2 separate regions of the Sus scrofa genome follow, and region 1 is linked to region 2. A link is a contact called in public promoter capture Hi-C data. All regions are on one chromosome and are shown on one strand. The core of a region is the stretch at or near the end of the contact, and the rest is flanking DNA. Distances in the headings are between cores, read along the strand shown. Region 1 holds the start of LSM10 (U7 snRNA-associated Sm-like protein LSm10). Region 2 holds the start of ADPRHL2 (poly(ADP-ribose) glycohydrolase ARH3).

Evidence for each region. Promoter capture Hi-C pulls out the DNA fragments that hold promoters and counts their contacts.
Region 1: a promoter capture Hi-C map of liver shows a contact between it and region 2, with 4 times the contacts expected there. The contact joins the promoter of LSM10 here to the promoter of ADPRHL2 in region 2. A contact is called at or near these places in 1 of 5 promoter capture datasets (liver), 7 of 47 Hi-C or Micro-C datasets (heart right ventricle, liver, mesenteric adipose tissue and 3 more) and 1 of 2 datasets of contacts at active chromatin or transcription factors (alveolar macrophages).

The regions. Positions count from the first base shown.
Region 1 is chr6:92,495,610-92,499,069 of Sscrofa11.1, forward strand. LSM10 (U7 snRNA-associated Sm-like protein LSm10) reads right to left here and starts at 1,277. Exons shown (of 2, transcript XM_021095943.1): 1 at 1,255-1,277.
Region 2 is chr6:92,236,622-92,240,219 of Sscrofa11.1, forward strand. It overlaps ADPRHL2 (poly(ADP-ribose) glycohydrolase ARH3), which reads left to right and starts at 1,846. Exons shown (of 6, transcript XM_003127788.4): 1 at 1,846-2,095. The coding sequence starts at 1,879. TEKT2 (tektin-2) reads left to right here. Exons shown (of 10, transcript XM_005665212.2): 6 at 1-35; 7 at 224-331; 8 at 455-598; 9 at 733-812; 10 at 979-1,504. The coding sequence ends at 1,192.

The DNA.
Region 1 (3,460 bases), core at 27-2,526, 260 kb after region 2:
TCTACTCCCTAACATATATGCTTTTTCTGGGGGTATATTCCCAGCCCAGCTCCCTGCTTGGTCAAGTATCTCCTTGCTGACAACTCCTACATGCTGAGTCCCTTGTCTGCACCTCCTGCCCAGGCTGCTCCACAGAAGACCTCTGTTTCCCAACCATCTGTTGCTTATTCCCATGAGTCTCACTGGTACTTGAAACTCAGCATGTCTGCAACATAGCTTCAGCAAGTCCTTTGCAAATGAGTTGCTGCTCTGAATTCTATTTCTGTGATTGCTACCACCATTTTTCAACCACCCAAGACAGGCACCTTGAATAAACTTGATAACTTCTATCACTTCTTTTTATTGTTTTAAAGGCCACACCTGCAGCATATGGAAGTTCCCAGGCTGGGGGTTGAGAATCAGAGTTGCAGCTTCAACCTCCACTGCAGCTTTTGGCAACACTGGATCCTTAACCCACTGAGCAAGGCCAATGATGAACCTGCATCCTCGCAATGTCAGGTTCTTAACCCACTGAGCCACAATGGGAATTCCAACTTCTGTCATTTCTTGATTCCCCTACACCTGTCACAGTCACTGAGCCTTGAAAATTCCTTGAAATTTGTCTCCCACTTTTTTTTCTTTGGCCACACTCTTGGCATGTGGAAGTTCCCAGGCCAGGGACTGAACCCAAGCGACAGCAATAGCCTGAGCCACAGTAGTACCAATGCTGCATCTCCAACCCACCAAGCCATGAGGTCTCCCATTCTTGCCTTTTTATTCTGACTGCTGCTATTCTAGTTGAGACTCGTTTTCTCATTTAATTCATTACAAAAGCCATCTTACTGGTTTGGGTGTCCCATGAGCCTTTGCAAACAAAGTACACCTATGAACTTAATTCACCTGCTAAGAAAAAATTAAAAAGCAATTCACGGAGTTCCCGTCGTGGTGCAGTGGTTAACGAATCCGACTAGGAACCATGAGGTTGCGGGTTCGGTCCCTGCCCTTGCTCAGTGGGTTAACGATCTGGCGTTGCCGTGAGCTGTGGTGTAGGTTGCAGACGCGGCTCGGATCCCGCGTTGCTGTGGCTCTGGAGTAGGCTGGTGGCTACAGCTCCGATTCGACCCCTAGCCTGGGAATCTCCATATGCCGCGGGAGCGGCCCAAGAAATAGCAACAACAACAACAGCAAAAAAGACAAAAAAGTAAATAAATAAATAAAAAGCAATTCACTAGCAGAATAGTCTCCAATATTGACATCGATTTGGTTCCAACCTACCTCTTAGCTGGATCTCCTTTAGGTTCTCTGTGTAGACTTTCCAACCAGTCTCCCTTCTTCCCTCCCTCCCTTTCTTCATTTCCTTTTGCCACTCTCGAGGCGTTCTTGGGCCAGGGATCAAACCCATGAGACAGCAGCGGCCCAAGATGCTACAGCAACAATGCTGGATCCTTAACCTACTGGGCCATAAGAGAATGCCTCTCCATCCAGTGTTTCTTAAGGTGTGTATGGAAACCATTTGCCTTAACATTATCTAGAATGCTTGTTAAACTAACCCCATACCTATTGAATCAGAAATGGAGCCTGGGAATCTGCCTGTCTAACAATACACACTAAAATTAGACTCCTTTCTAGTCAGACTCAGCCCCTCAGCAACCCCCAGACAAGCCCTGCATCCTTGTCTCTGCCTTCGCTAGCCTGCTCCATCTGCTGGGATCCGCTCTGCTTTATTCTATAGATAGGAGGTCCAATCCCTCCTTCAAAGGCTGGCTGGTGACCTAAACTCAGGCATTATCAGATTCTAAGTCTGAAGCGAGTGACATGAACCAGCAGGAACTGTTTGGGCTCCGTCCTGGTGCCTGTGTCATCTGGCACCTCATTCCTGGGGTTGCTGCTGGGGCTGGAGTGCTTCCCTGTGCTGCCTGCCCTTCCTTGGTTCCTGGCCATTTTCCCATGGCCCTTCGGACTTCCTGTCAGCTGGGAGTTGCCAAAGCCCTTTCAGTAGATTCTTTTCCCAGCTAAGCAGCCAGAATTAGTTTCGATTTTTTGCAACCTCAAACCCGGTCTAGGGCCCACTTGAATTGAGTTCATTTCAGGAGTCTTGAATATTTCTGTTCCCTTTTGATGAGCTGTGCCGTGGTTCTATTTCCAAACTGTCAGAGGAACACAGGATCCTGAGAGAATCCTGTTCCAGCTTGCCATCCGGGGTGCAAATCCCCTCTCCAGCAGCCTGAAGATGCTCCCCTAACATGGCCCGAGACCCAGGGGCCAGCAACTCCCTCCTCTGCCAGGTGTTGTACTCCTTTGCTGGGAAGTTTGGGGTAACTTCTACCCATTGCTTCTGGTGCCTTTCTATGGAGAACTGTCTTTATATTATATTTTAAAAGTTCCTGCTGTGGCGCCACAGCATTGGTGGTGCCTCTCCAGTGCGAGGGCACAGGTTTGATCCCTGGGTTGGCACAGTGGGTTAAAGGATCCAGTGTTGCCGAAGCTGTGGCATAGGTTGCAACTGTAGCTCAGATCTGATCCCTGACCCAGGAACTCCATAGGCTGTGGGGTGGCCAAAAAAAGTTTTTTCATGCCCTTTGAAAGTGAAGTAAATGTCCTGAATAAATAAAAATGACATCAGTCTACGCGTGACGTGATGGAACATCTCTGGGAAAGTGAGCCTGCAGACCAGGTGAGGGGGACACAGATTTGCAAGTTAATAGTTATGGTTAAAAGTAATGGCCTTGGAGTTCCTGTCGTGGCTCAGCAGTAATGAACCCCATTACTATCCACGAGGATGACAATTTGCCCTCTGGCCTTGATCAGTGGGTTAAGGATCTGGTGTAACTGTGAGTTGTGGTGTAGGTCAAAGACGCGGCTCAGATCTGGTGTTGCTGTGCTGTGGTGCAGGTCCGCAGCTGCAGCTCCGATTCGACCCCTAACTTGGGAACCTCCATATGCTGCAGGTGTGGCCCTAAAAAGACAAAGAAAGAAAAAAAAAAGTAATGGCCTTTCTAAAAAAAAGTGATGCAAAACAATCTGCAGAAGAATGCAAACTAAGCACTGCAGGACACAAAACGTTTGGTCAGCACTGGAGTGGGAGTAATGACAGGGTAAGAGTGAGAAATGGAGTGAGAGAGAGATGAGGTAGGAATGAAGATGGGGGGAAACGCCAGGGACGAAATAAGGATCCTCCAGCCATGGCCCTGGCCATTCAGACAGACTTTTTAAAAAGGCTATGGGAGTTTCTATTGTGGCACAGCAGAAATGAATCCGACTAGTAACCATGAGGTTGTAGGTTCGATCCCTGGCCTCGCTCAGTGGGTTAAGGATCCCCTGTTGCTGTGACTGTGGTGTAGGCTAGCAGCTACAGCTCTGATTCGACCCCTAGCCTGGGAACCTCCATATGCCGCAGATGTAGCCCTCAAAAGGCAAAAAAAAGGCTACGATCCTCAGTCAGAAGTCCCCGGGGAGAGAAAAGGCGTGATCAGAAATTCAT
Region 2 (3,598 bases), core at 596-3,095:
AGCTGAGGGAGGCCATCGCCCTAACTATTGCCGAGGTGCCTGACCCCCTCCTGCTCCCCCGATCCTCAGTGGCCAAGGGACGGCCACAGCATGCACTCAAGCCTTTGTCTTTTGTTCCCTGTCAGCCATGTGGCATCCCACCCCTCACCTGAGCCACATCCTCAGATGGCCAGAGGCCAAAGCTTATACCTTCCCCTTGTCCTGCCTACTTCCTGTCCTTCAGACCAACAATGAACTCGAAGCCCAAAGGGTTGCAACGGAATTTGCCTTCAGGAAGCGGCTGCGGGAGATGGAGAAGGTGTACAGTGAGCTCAAGTGGCAAGAGAAGAATGTGAGCTTCTCCGCGTATCTCCTGGGGCCTGGACTTCCTGCTGTGGGATGAGGAGCCTGGGGCCTTGCCAGGAAGCCCTGGACTGGGTGCACCAGGTGGAGACCAGTCCCTCTGTCCCTGCAGACCTTGGAGGAGATTGCTGAGCTGCAGGAGGACATCCGGCACCTGGAGGAGGATCTGCGCAGAAAGTTGCAGAACCTGAAGCTATGCCATACCCGGCTAGAGACCAGGACCTACCGGCCTAATGTGGAACTCTGCCGTGACCAGGTATGAGGGCACCCCAGCGGGGCACGGGCTCCCTGGTGGAGCAGGGGTTCTGGCATAGGCCACCCCCTGGCCCATGGGCAGAAGGACAGCCTGGCTGACCTGGGATTCCCTCCCACCTGCTCCTCTACCTCCAGGCACAGTTCGGCCTCACTGATGAGGTTCACCAGTTAGAGGCAACCATTGCCGCCCTGAAGCAGAAGCTGGCTCAAGCACAGTAGGTTTGGGGAGTGAGCAGGAGGGGCGGGGAGACAACTCCCACCACCCCAGCGGCGTGCTGCCTGCTGGCTTCCCTGCTGGCTTCCTGACTCAAGGTGGGTAAGCTCAGCCCTGCCTGCCCAGCCTCATGTAGTGGTGGTGGGTTGTTAATCCTCCCTCCCCAGGGACGCTCTGGATGCCCTGTACAAGCACCTGGCTCGGCTGCAGGCTGATATCGCCTGCAAGGCCAACTCCATGCTGTTGGACACCAAGTGCATGGATACTCGTCGGAAGCTGACCGTGCCTGCTGAGAAGTTTGTGCCTGAGGTGGACACCTTCACACGCACCACAAACCGCACCCTGAGTCCACTCAAGACCTGCCAGCTGGAGCTGACCTAGCGAGGGGCTGAGAACAGAGGGGAAGGCTGGTGGGAAATGAAGTGGAGGTGGGGATAATGAGTCAATAAAGGTGGGGGGTTCTCAGTCCAGAGGGTTCTCTGCTACCCCTGTAGTTGGAGGAGCACAGGCGGGGAACATCATCCCTCAAGCTCCAAGTTCCAAATCCCACTCCTTCCCCTTTCTCCCCTCAGGGGGCCTGTCTCGACCAGGCCAGCACCCCTGGGCTCTAGCTGTGCGACCTCCAACAAGCTCTGCCCCAGTTGGACCCTAGCCTGCCCTCTGGATGCCTAGGAGAGGCCCTGAGGGGGCCAGGGTGATGGGGGGAGGGCTTGGGGATGAGGGGCACCCAGCCCTGAGTGGGGGCCATGAGCGGCGGCTGCCCTGGGAGGGCTGGGGTACCCGGGCACATAAAGGCCTCGGAGCCAGTGACCCTACAGTCTGGCTCAGTGCCCACCCCTGGGGACCCTTTAGTGGACGTCCCGTCCGACTGTGATGCCCTTTCCAGGGGTGGGGGATGGGGACTAAAACCAGAGGCCGAGCCCAATCGAACCAGGGCTGCGGGACCACCCAGGTCACTCGCGCGCGGGAATTATGACTCCGCGCCTCGGGGTGTCGCTGTGGGGCCAGGGAAGCGGCGCCGCTGGGCACGCGTCGGCCGCACCGGAAGTGGCTGCGGATCGGCGCGGATGGCAGTGGCAGCGATGACGGCGGCGGCAGCGGCCTCCGGAGGGGCAGGGGCGGCCCGCTCCCTCTCCCGCTTCCGAGGCTGCCTGGCTGGCGCGCTGCTCGGGGACTGCGTGGGCGCCGTCTACGAGGCGCGCGACACGGTCGACCTGACGTCAGTCCTGCGTCAGGTCCAGGACCTGGAGCCGGACCCCGGATCGGCGGGGAGCCCGCGGACAGGTGGGCGGGCCCGGACGCACTGGGGCACGTGGAGGCCAAGGGTCGCGAGGGACGCTGGGAGGGAGGGAACCGCAGCGGGAGTGAGTGGCCGGATCTGCAGGACTTGCGGGCACCTCGGACTCAGCTTGTTTAAATCCGAGCCCCATCTTCACGAGTCTCGCCCCAGACGTTTGCCGGTTACGGGCCTGGCAACCCCATCCTCCCGCGGTACAGGCCACGCCTAGATTGCCTTGTCCAGTAGTACACCCCTGCCGATTCGACCCGATTTACCCAGTTCTCCTGGATCAGTGCACCACCGGTCCATCTCCACGCAGCTGGGAGTGCGCATCTGAAAACAGATCTGATGGCTGCCTCCCGCGCGCGTGAAGCTCTGCAGTGATTTTCCATTACCATTAAGACAGAATCAAACTCTTTAACGTGCCATCTGTGGCCGGTCCTCCCCTGCGGCCCCAGTTTCATCTTGTACCGCTCTGCATTGCTGTCACATCGTGCTTCCTCTTGCCGAGGCCTTTGCATGTACCGCTGTCCGTTTGCCTGTAAAGCTCTCTCCCCTGGGCAGTCTGCTCATCACCCAGATCTCAGCTCAGTATCACAGCTGAGGTCAAGCAGAGAATGAGTCTTCTGGGAGAGCATATAGAATAGTAAGGGAAAAGGGCCACACCCAGAACCCTGAAGGAGGAAAAGGAGCTAGAGAAGGAAATTGTTTGATAGGAGAAGTGGGGAGATGCGTAACAACAAAACTCAAGAATTTCTGGACGAAGACACTGGTCACTGGTGTGATGGTAAAAGGGGTTAAGTCTCGGGAAATCTAGATTTAGAAAAGCATTTTCAGTAGAAAGTTGAACCTTAGAAGTTAGATTTCAGGAGTTCCCATATGGCACAGTGGAAACAAATCTGGCTAGGAACCATGAGGTTGCAGGTTGCATCCCTGGCCTTGCTCAGGGGGATCCAGCATGGCATGAGCTGTGGTGTAGGTTGCAGACATGGTTTGGATCCCGCATTGCTGTGGCTCTGGCGTTGGCCAGCAGCTGTACCTCTGATTCAACCCCTAGCCTGGGAACCTACATATGCCGCAGGTGCAGCCCTACAAGGCAAAAAAAAAAAGTTAGATTTCAGTTGTGTTTAGGAAGAATTGGAAAAGGAGAAGATAAAAGTATGGTTTGGTATGAAGAGAAGGAGAGAGATGAACTGTGGTTGAGAGTCAGACAGGATGTTGGGACAGTTTTATATTTTCATTTTGGTTTGATGTTAAGATGAGGGAAAAACATTTGAGGTTGAGGTTTTAGGACCTTTTAGGCGCAAGTGGCAGAAAACCCAATTCAAAATAGCCTGAGCAAAAAGAGAATGCATTGGGTGACATCGCTGGGAAATCCAGTGGTAGGCCTGGCTTTAAGTGGAGCTGAGCCAAGCCATCTCAAGACCCAGTTCCTCTCCTTGTTCAGATCTGCATTCTTTTGGGTGAGCTTTCCTCTGGCAGACCCTTCCCTTAGGGGGGCCCCCAGC